2 separate regions of the Mus musculus genome follow, and region 1 is linked to region 2. A link is a contact called in public promoter capture Hi-C data. All regions are on one chromosome and are shown on one strand. The core of a region is the stretch at or near the end of the contact, and the rest is flanking DNA. Distances in the headings are between cores, read along the strand shown.

The links. Capture Hi-C pulls out chosen DNA fragments and counts their contacts.
Region 1: a promoter capture Hi-C map of pancreatic islet shows a contact between it and region 2. The contact joins the promoter of Mdh1b here to the promoter of Zdbf2 in region 2. A contact is called at or near these places in 1 of 115 datasets of contacts at active chromatin or transcription factors (bone marrow-derived macrophages) and 2 of 9 other capture datasets (adipose tissue and pancreatic islet).

What each region holds. Positions count from the first base shown.
Region 1 is chr1:63,728,145-63,733,229 of GRCm38.p6, forward strand. Mdh1b (malate dehydrogenase 1B, NAD (soluble)) reads right to left here and starts at 2,174. Exons shown (of 11, transcript NM_029696.4): 1 at 2,127-2,174. The coding sequence starts at 2,148. Fastkd2 (FAST kinase domains 2) reads left to right here and starts at 2,481. Exons shown (of 12, transcript NM_172422.3): 1 at 2,481-2,547; 2 at 3,256-4,077. The coding sequence starts at 3,343.
Region 2 is chr1:63,270,360-63,275,917 of GRCm38.p6, forward strand. Zdbf2 (zinc finger, DBF-type containing 2) reads left to right here and starts at 2,910. Exons shown (of 7, transcript NM_028673.1): 1 at 2,910-3,113; 2 at 4,737-4,819. Gm11608 (a long non-coding RNA gene) reads right to left here and starts at 2,897. Exons shown (of 3, transcript XR_865482.2): 1 at 2,845-2,897.

The DNA of each region.
Region 1 (5,085 bases), core at 924-3,423, 460 kb after region 2:
TACCCAGTTACCCATAAGCTTAGGTGTGTAACTTCTCCTTTATTTCTCATAGTCATTCAGTGAATTACACATCTTCTCCAACATATTTCATCTTTCAGATCATTCCTCAGTCTATTTGCTTTTCTCCCCACAAAGCAGCTCTTTTTGCATGATATAGCTCCAGCCTTCTAACCAGCCTCTTGTTGTATCCATAACTCTCAGGGAAGATACAGATTTAATGGCCTTATCCCTTTATAAATAACCTTCTAGGTAGTTTTGCTAAAGTCTCACATACTGAATGTGGCTCAGAAGAATCCGAATCATCTCATTTGTCCTCAGCCTAGGATGCTTACATCCTTTCTTCCCTTACATCCTTTCTTCCAGCCCAGTTAAACTCATTTCAAATGTATGCTTACCAACCACTCTCAATTATCGTCAAATGTGGCCAAGATCTTTAGCAAGACCTAGATACTGGGACCGTGGCTTCATGCTTCCCCAGCAACTGCACCATCAAGGGCAGCTCAGGCTCTTTCAGAAGAGCTAGGGGTTCAAAGATACTACCTGAGTGCTCTGCGTTTCCATTCACAACCATATATGATCTTTATACTCACACTCCAGCTCTACTCCCTATTATCCACAGTAAATTTTTCTGCTTCTTCCCGAGTCTTCTCTGCTTGGTAACTGTAGTTGTTCAGGCATCTATTTAATCACTTTTCCCTCTGGGAAGCCCTTGGCTAGGTAGACCCTATACCACTGTCTTAGGGTTTTACTGCTGTGAACATACACTATGAGCAAGGCAAGTCTTATAAAAACAACACTTAATTGGGGCTGGCTTACAGGTTCAAAGGTTCAGTCCATTATCATCAAGGTGGGAACATGGCAGTATCCAAGCAGACATGGTACAGGCATAGCTGAGAGTTCTACATCTTCATCCAAAGGCTGCTAGTGGAAGACTGACTCCTAGGCAACTAGGGTGAGGATCTTAAGCCCATACCCACAGTGGCACACCTACTCCAATCAGGTCACACCTCCAGATGGTGCCACTCCCTGGCTCAAGAATATACAAACCATCACAACCACTGTTTCCTCCAGAACACTGACCTGTTACTGTTATATACAAAGTGTCCTGAAAGTTTTTACTGTATGTATTCCCACCATCCCGTTTTCTAGTGCTAAAAAAAAAAATATTTATCTGAATGTATAGTGAAGCAAAAGATGTACTTCCAAAGGGATGGTAAATTCCAATTGTGTAATAAAGAAGTGATTGTGGCCAAAATAGTTTGTATAGGAAGGCCAAAGGAGAAGCCAGACTGAGTGGAAGGAAGGATAGAACAGTAGGGAGCTCTTTTAAGATACTTGGTGAAAGAAGTGGGAGTGGGTGGGTGGGGGACTTTTGGGATAGCATTAGAAATGTAAATGAAATAAATACCTAATAAAAAATAATAATAAAAAGGAAAAAAAAGATACTTGGTGAAAGAAGAGGAAGCAGATACAGTCAACAGCCTGTTCCAGTAAGTAGTGGTGTTGCTTCCAGCTGTCAAGATGGTCTACATTAAAAATGTAGACGAATTGACACTTTGACATTATTTTTACCTAAATTCGTTAAATTTTGTTCAAGATTTAGTACAAACTTTTGTTGTTGTTGTTGTTTAAACTAAATATCTAGTTTATATTTTGTAATTCTAACCCAGGCCCTGCGACATTCCCACATCCAGGTCCTCCATTAGACTACAGATCTTCTAGCTCTTTGCCTTTATCTGGAGGTTGGTTTCTTTAATAGCTTAGTTATTTCCTTCTCTCCATCCATTCCTTATGCTCCTTTTCCCGCCAACCCCGCCGAGGCCTGTGCAGTTGTCCATCATTACATTAGTCACAGCAGATCAGAGGAATTCCTTATACGTTTTGTACCCCTTATACGTTTTGTGGGAATTAAAACTGGCCAAGGGCAGAGGTGGGAATTTTCCCCAACGTGTCCCCATTGCTCATCTGACTTTGACACATTGCCACTGTGTATCAAGCGTCTTTAAATGAATGCCTAGAAAGCCTGAGATGATCCTTCTAAAGGATGGGGCTGAAGAACAGAAGCCAGTTAACAAGGCTGACCACCCATGGGAAGAGATCTGTGGGCTTACTAGAGAAGCACTCACCCGCGATCACAAATTTGGCCATGATTTCTAGCAAGACCTAGAAACTGGGACCGTGGCGTCACGGTTTCCTGGCAACCGCGGCGGGTACTAAAACTGGCGCAGGCGCGTTCAAAAGAGGCTGCACCGCCAGGGGCTAAAAGTTCAAAGTCACTATTTGAATGTTTTGAGTTTCCATAAACAACAATAGATGAACTTTATAAGCTCCGTGTTTTCCTAAGGCTCTCGCTTCTATCTTTTCATCAGAGAATAGAAACTATTCTTTCTGGAAGGTTTTCCTCCCTATTTGCACATGGCCTCCGCGGTCGCTGAGAACCGATGCTTTTTGACTTATAAAAGAATCCGTAATACGTCACCAGACGCGCCGCTTGAGGAGGAACTGTCATGGCTGCGCCTATGTGTAGTCACGGGGTTCTGTTCGAAGGTGAGTGGATGGCAAGCAGAAGCGGAATCGCGGGCCGGATCGTACTTGTCTTTTTACCTAGGGGAGAAAAGTTTGGGAAGTGGCCTGGGTCTTAAGTTTAGGGCAGTGCTGGGCGGCCCATTTGCGGAAAGACACCGACTCCGGTTCCGGGATCTTGATGAACCTGGCTGATTGTAGATTCTCAGGCGGGAAGGACATCGCTTTTTTTCTTTAATTCCGTCCCTAACCAAGACCGACCTGTCCGAGTACGTTTTCTTAACAGTTCGCTTTTGGCCAATGCAAGATGATCTGAAGTGTCCATCAATGATACAGTTTTCAGTGAAGGCCTCCAAAGTAGTGTTAACAAAGTTCTCCTTAGCCGATATTGAACACCTACACAAGACATTCTTATCTATCTTTCTGTCTGTCTTATCTATCTTTCTAGCTGTCTATTTCTATCTCTCAGTTTACCTACCTATCTATGCTACTTTATCCACATTTATTGATTGACTGATTGAAACTACTTTATCCACAACTGCTAAAGTGATTGACCTGGGTACTTTTACAAAGATGAAATAAACGTGGAGGAAGCATACCGAGGACATGTTCCATTTTAATATAAAACTCTAGCGGCTCGTCGGTGCCCATGCAAGCCCCTGTTAGATGCATTTCCCTTATTTAAGCAACAGTTTTTAACCATTATTTCTTTTATTTACCTATCCTCTACAGGACAGTCCACAGCATGTGCTCTTTTTTAGAAAGACGGCAACTTGCGTTGCATCTTGGGTATTTGAAAGTGTGCCAATAGATAGCAGAATGAATAGCAAAGCACGTTCCTTGTTATGGACCATCCGACGATTCAGTACGTTACTTCCAAGAAGCAGAGCTTTGAGGATAGATCCATTGGGAACTTGCAGACCAGAGGTTATTCATTCAAAATGGAACCCAAGAAACCATCGGCTAAATGTTTTTGATGAGGGATTGCAACCATCTGTTAGATACCTCTTTCAGGATATATTTATTTCTAAATCAGTAGATGGTTGTATTCAAACTAAAGGCATAAGCCATTCAGCCGTTTTTAAACCTGATAGGCTGCTTTGTCCTAGAAGACTGTCCTTTGATGCAAAACATTCTTTTGTCTCTGATGGGACATCTGATCATGATTTAAAGAAAATAAACTTTCATCATACCTCCAGTGAAGATGTGTTCACCAAGAAAGTAAGACCAACCCCTGTGAATTATAAAAAGCTAGCCCAGGAGTGTAACTCTCTGAGTGATGTGCTGGACACATTTTCAAAAGCACCTACATTTCCTGGTAGTAACTATTTCTTAGCAATGTGGATAATTGCCAAAAGGATATCTGAAGACAAGAGGCGCTTTGAGAGACAGCTGATGTTCAGTCACCCTGCCTTTAACCAGCTGTGTGAGCAGATGATGAGAGAAGCCAAGATTATGCACTATGACCACCTCTTGTTCAGCCTTAATGCTATAGTGAAGCTGGGAATCCCTCAGAACACTCTTATGGTACAGACTTTGCTGAGGACGATTCAGGTAAGTCCAAAGAGACTTAAGTGTGGCTGTACTGCGTTTAACATGGTTTGAAGGAGCTCAGGGGATGTAGGTGTGTATAGCTTCCTTAAAAGACTATCAGCAGAATGTATGTTTTAATGGCTAGGAGATCTTAAGTTAGATCATTTCTTTTGCTTTGGAAATTTGTGAAAACCTGCCCCACCGACCTTCTCTAGGGTTAAGTGGAAATGAAGAGAGATGCAGAGAAAGGTTGAGTAGTTGAAGGGAGAATGGATGGGAGGTAAACTAGCGGATTTTTTGTTTGTTTGTTTTTTTACATAACCTTAATCCTATTAGTAGAATTAAGACTAGGAAACAGATTTAATGGTTAACAGCTAGTGGATTCCTTTATTTATATACTGATTATATATTGGATGTCAACCATGTACAAGGTACCACATTTACCAGTTGTTATAAAAGATGTAACACATATTTTCTTATAATCATGACCCCTACAATCTAAACTGGAAGATGTATTTGTAGGCAGTTACAGGAGTGGTGGCCACATTCCATTAATGACTCATGCTATGTTGAGGGCACTGTGCTGAATACTCAAGAGTGCAGCTATCAAAGCACACATAGATCTCTCAGTGCAATGAGTGAGTGAATATAGGGTCTTATGAGAGTGTGTAATGGGATTTCCAACCTAGTTTTGGTCTTCAAAACGTGGAGATAAGATATTGAGAAAGACACTAAAGTCAGTGTCCAAGAAGCAGCTGGTGTTTTGTGAGGATTAATTATGAAGGGGTTGGTGTCTGCAGCAGACATTACATGGCTGACATTCAATGGAAAAGGTGGCTAGCTCAGGGAGCTGAAATAGGTTGGTGCATCTGAAGTAAACAAAGCTGGTGACATGGGGGCTGGTGGGAGAGTGTTAGAATTGGGTTGACTTAGAAAGTAGTTGTATATATGCTGAGGGACAAGGAGTTAAGCCTTGAAAAGGTAGTAGCAAAATCATTAAAACTAATGTTTATGCCCATGGAGTTTGTA
Region 2 (5,558 bases), core at 1,660-4,159:
GCCTAACATTAGCTAAAATGACCAGAAAGTGATTTCTGGATAGAGATGAACATTGTTTTTATTAAAGGGAAGACAATCTGAGAGAATATATACTTAGGATCCTGTTCCACCAAGACTAGGGAGGAGATGGGATGCAAGAAACCTGTTGACTAAGGTCATTTGGATGAGTTTTTGCTGTGTGCACACCTCAATAATGGATTGAAAAGGAAATGGGAAATTACAACTTTTTGATCTTCTCTTGTTGATAATGAACTCGCCTATCACTCATTACCAGTAGACAGAAATCCGATCTGAATGGGCTGCAGTCTGGTGCAGAATGGCATTGCTTCTAATACTGTTGGCTAGGATGACATTGGAAGAAAAATTATGTGTGTCCCATAAGACAGGGATAGTTTATTTTCTTAACATGTAAAACACCCTCCCAGACTTTGCACATTATATATACATTAGTGTATATAAGAAGAAATAGAAGTAAAAGTGGTTAAGATGTTCCAAAAAAGCTTTCTCAAATTCAGACCTTAATTTTTGTGACTCATGTTTTGAGTCAGCTGTTGATTGCTGTGATTTTTTTCCGTGCAGTTCATCTTCTGTGACATGAAAATGCTGGTGATAGGCAAGATGACTCAGCTTGCCATGTAAACCTGACAACCCGAGTTCAAACCCTGGGACCTGTGATGAAGAGATGTGGCTCTTTCAGTCTCTGACCTCTACTTGGTCTTTTTGCTGTAGGAGCTCCGTGCCTGGCATACCTACACATGCATACTGACTCTCCGTATAATATTTAAATTATAGATATAAGTTAAAATGTTTTAAACTGCTAGTAATGCACAAGATCTTAGTCATTCAAGCAGCTAGCCCAACCTCTCCCTCGAATTTTGGCGCTGGCACCTTCTTGATCTAAGTAGGAGTCAGTGACTTCAGGTGATCTCCAAGCCATCTTGTCTCTCTTCAGTGTTTCTGATTAAAGTTGAAAAGGGATTATAAGTGGGCTGCTTGACTCAGTTAAAAAAAAAAGAAAAAGAAAAAAGAGATATTCAAGGTGGACTTTTTCCTTTTTGTTTTAGTACTGGATTAGCTTTATAGTGTGTGTGTGTGTGTGTGTGTGTGTGTGTGTGTGTGTGTTGAGTTAAAGTCTTGCTGGGTAGCTCAGGCTGGCCTCACATGTGAGATCCCCATGCCTTCTGGGTGCTGGGGATTGCAGGAACATGGCACCTTGCCCAGTGGGGCTTGTCGTTTCACTGTTCAGCCACAGGTCCCCCAAAGCACTGAGAACTAATGTTCTTGCTGAGCAACTGGGTACTGGCATCAAGGCAATAGATTTTAGCCCATCTTGTCACCCTCATCTCGGAAGTGCTGGGGAAACTGATTTTGGTTTTAGAAAAATCCTCCTTTCAAAAAAAAAAAAAAAGTCATCCCTTTCCCCAGGAAATCTTTTCCACATTTATTGTGTGTGTGTGTGTTCCTGTGCGCTTGAGCTGTCTTGAGCTAGAAGCTTGCAAGTTGTTTTCAAGTTTGAATGGCGAGATGTCTAATACTTCCCTTCCTTGTAGGGTTGCGGGTTTCATTAAACAATGCATTTTTACTCGTTTGAAGCAAGAACAGTTTTAAACAGCTGCACACATCTTTTGTATGTGGTAGCAATACTGCCATCTGGCCAACAAAATCAAGAGGCCCCAAGTTTTTAAGATGCATTCTGATTTTGGAGATGTTGAAGTGGGAAGATTAAAAAAAAAATGTGTGCTTTAGCTGAAATACAGTTATGTCAGGAGAAAAGGGTTAATTCGTGACTGGGTTTCGTCGATAATTCCAAGGCTGACAAGTGTAAAACATTTCTCTTAAAGACGTTTGTATTTTTGGTGTTTTACAAGAAATCTAGAGACTGGGAATATATACATCAGGGTTTGGCTGGAATGTGTTGTGTGTTGAGTGGCTGGGATGAGTCTCCAGAAAGGCCGTGCCAACAGCACCACGAATACTTTTACATAAAGCATGGCTCCCTAGCCTTGAGCGGTACTTGTACTTTAAGCACTTAGGAGGGCAAAGCAAGAGAATTAAGAGTTTGAGACCAACCTGAGCTACTTAGTGAACACCCTGTCTGCAAAAGAAAAGGATGTGTGTGTGTGAAGGAAATATAGCTTTCAGAGGCTGTTCTTATTTTAGGTAACGATTATTTTCTTCATCACAGACTCTTAGTACATATTCAGTAGTAACTGATTTAGCTTTGTGTCTCCCCATAGCACTTGGTTTTTGCTCACTACTGCTTTTGTAGAAGATAGGGCAGTGAATGTACTTGAGGGCAAACAGATATTTGTTAATTTTCGTAACCCTTTCTTGTGCTTATTAGAAGTCTGAATACCTTGTCTCTTTAAAGGAACCCGGGTCTCCCCTTTTGTTAAAGGGGGCTCATTGGACTCATTTTACAGTTACCCTTCAGCAGTGAAACGCAGAACGCGATAGCAACCTTAAAACAGTGTCTAGCCCTGAGTAAACGGGTCTTTGAAAAGCAGCTTTTGGTTGAGGCACCTCACTGCAGACTCTGGGCAACCAAGCTCTTCATTAACCCCTTGAACGCCATTCTCCTTGCCCGAATTCACATGTTGCTTCGCGAGCCATTTTTCATCTGGTCACTTGGGACTTAACTTCTCCAAAAGCTGAAGCTTGGCTCTGGGTCCCGGTCCCAAGCCCCAAACCCCAAGCTCTGATTCGGGCGGGGGGCGCGTGGGGCGGCGCCTGCAGGAAGTGTGCGCTTTAAGAGCGGGAGGAAGGGGCTCGCAGCGGCGGGGGCTGGCGCGGGGGCCGGGGGCGGCGCCGGGCCGTGCGTCAGAAGGGGCCCAGTGTTCGCACCTTCGCTGACGTCAGAGCTGCAGTGGGGCTGCGGTGCCTTGGCCAGCCCGTGCCAGCCCGAGCCCAGTCGCGACTCGGAGCCCGCGTCGAGCGACACGCGCTCCGCTCCGCTCCGCTCCTCCGTTCCGGGCGGGCGTGGCCCGGGGCCCGGCGGCTTCGGGACGTTTCGGGGGTCCTCGCGGCGCGGCGGAACCCAAGCGGCGGGCAGCGCGCCCAGGCCGGCCGCGGCCCGCAGCGGCCCGGAAGGAGAGCAGGAGGCATCCACGGAGGTGAGTGCCGTGGCGGGGCGGGCCGTGGCGGTGTGCGGGCCGGGAAACCCGCTTCCTGCCCGGGGGCGGCGTGGACGGCTCGTCCGGACTCCCGCGCTCGCCGCGACGGACTCGGGCGGCCTCACGGCGCGCAGCCCCGGGGCGGCTGCGGGGCACGGCGGAGGGAGGAGGTGAGCCCTGGTGGCGGCAGGGACGCGGGAGAGGCCAGGGCGGGCAGCGGGCGGCGGGCGGCGGGCGGACCGGGCCGCGCGAGGCATTCGGCGCCACCTGTCCACACACCCCCTTCGCCGCGTTGCCTGCGCGCTCGGTCCCCGGCCTTCCCCGCCGCGGAGTTTTGCTGGGGACCGTCGATGCTGGGTCGTGTGAGTGTGTGCGTGTTACCGATCGCTTTGCTGCCGTCGTGCAACAGTTGTGTAGAGCTGGTCAGAGACGCCATCGTCGTCTTTACTTGCTCCCAAGAAGGCCCTTTCCAGGTTCTACGGTTTTCTGACGACAGTTATGGGTAGCTCGGGAAAGAAAAAGAAAAGATGCAGGTCGCAAGGCACTAAAAACGGTTTTCGTCCCCAAATGATACTGTTTTTTTTAAATACGTGTATTTGTTTTTGCTGCAGTTATATGCTTCGAGGGGCGGCGAGGGGCATGGAGAAAGCCCGTAGCAAATCTCATCCACTAGAGAGAGTCCATTAACAATTTCAGATTATCAGCCCCTTCTTTTTGAGAATGTATACGTTCATGTACTTGCTTCATGTGCGTGTTTTACATAAGTGTGGGTGTTTATTTTTCGTTCTTTTCACTTAATACATCGAGGACTTTTTCTGTATGGTCTGAAACCAAAGCGTTACATGCTAGCTAGAAACTCGTTGAAAATTTGATTACGTATCACTGCAGTAGCCAGCCCATTGGCTGGAAGAAAGCTGAAATCAGGGTAGCAACCGGTTTCTATAACATATTGTTTACTCTTCCTAATAATTTGGGGCACTGTTTTTCATACCTGTTGGTCAATTGAGAGACTGATGTAGTTATTCATGACTAACATTAAAAAATGAATTAAGATAACAAAAAATGCCAGAATGTATACAGCTAGGGTATTGTTTTGTGAAACCTTTAAAAACTGCGTGTGCGTGTGTGTGCATGTGTGTGTGTACGCGCGCACTCTCGAGCATTGGGTTGTAATATAAAAATGTTATTGCTTCCTATGGTCTCATGCTAAATAACCTTAAAGTCACCAAAGTACTTTCAACACTCAAAAGGTATAAATGATGGAATTAAACTAAATGTTAATTTTATCCTTTTTTGTTTTCAGAGTAGTGATAATTGTATAGTGTACCAAATTTGGTTGCTAATTATTTGCTTTCACCTAATATTAAAACATTTTTTTTCTAAAAATTATTCTATTAAATTCTATTTTTCTATTAAAAAATGTCTAGATGTTAAGGAACTGAAGCACCATTTGCTCAGTTTCACCAGCCACCCTGTTTTTGGTGTGAGACCTGGAACAATATCCTTCCTTATTCTAAACCTCGGGTTGCCTCCTATCTTTTGATAAGATAATGCATTTGAAGCTGCTGACAGCATGCCTGGCTCAGATTAAGTGCTCACGGTTAGCTATTATTATTTTATTAGGACCCAATGGAAGTGTCCAGGATGCTTGTCGCCATCGGGAAACCAGCATAGCATGGATAACCCAAAAGGAAAAAAAAGCAAAGGTGAAAATTAGTTGCTAGTGTTATATGAAGGAACTGACACTGAATTAAAATGGTCTTTTTAAACATGGCTGGGCCATTGTTATGATTATAATTGCTTCTCATATTTCCTACTGGTAGACAGGTAATTTAGATTTCAGGGTTTTGTTTGTTGTAGTTTAACTTTTTAATGCATTTTTTTTTTTAATTTTTGAGACAGGGTCTCAATATTCAGTCCAGGCAGCCTGTGAATTCATGAGCCTCTTGTGTCAGTTTTCCAAATGCAGGGATTGTAGGTGTGCACCACCTCAACCAGCTTCGAGAGTTTTATGTAAAATCATATCCTTCTATTGACTTTTCTTACTTATTTTTTTTTAATTAAGTTGATGTCTTTTGTCAGGCAGTTGAGAAATATTTCCTATGAGGATTCCGAATTTTGCTAGCTTTCATTAGAATGACATAGTCAGTTGAAAGACAATATAATTCCAAACCATTCAACAATATTATTGGTTTATCTCTTGCACAGATGTGCAAGAAAAATTTTTTAGGGGTTGGGGATTTAGCTCAGTGGTAGAGCATTTGCCTAGCGCACAAGGCGCTGGGTTCTGTCCTTAGTGCCTGGGGGTGGGGTGAGGGGGGAAGCAGAAGCATTCCAGGTAATTCATATATCTCTATTCACCGCCCTAGATTGGCTTGTACATTTTTAGATGTTACAAAAACCAGTGAAATGAGGAGTGTGAACATTGTCATTAACAAATAGTAT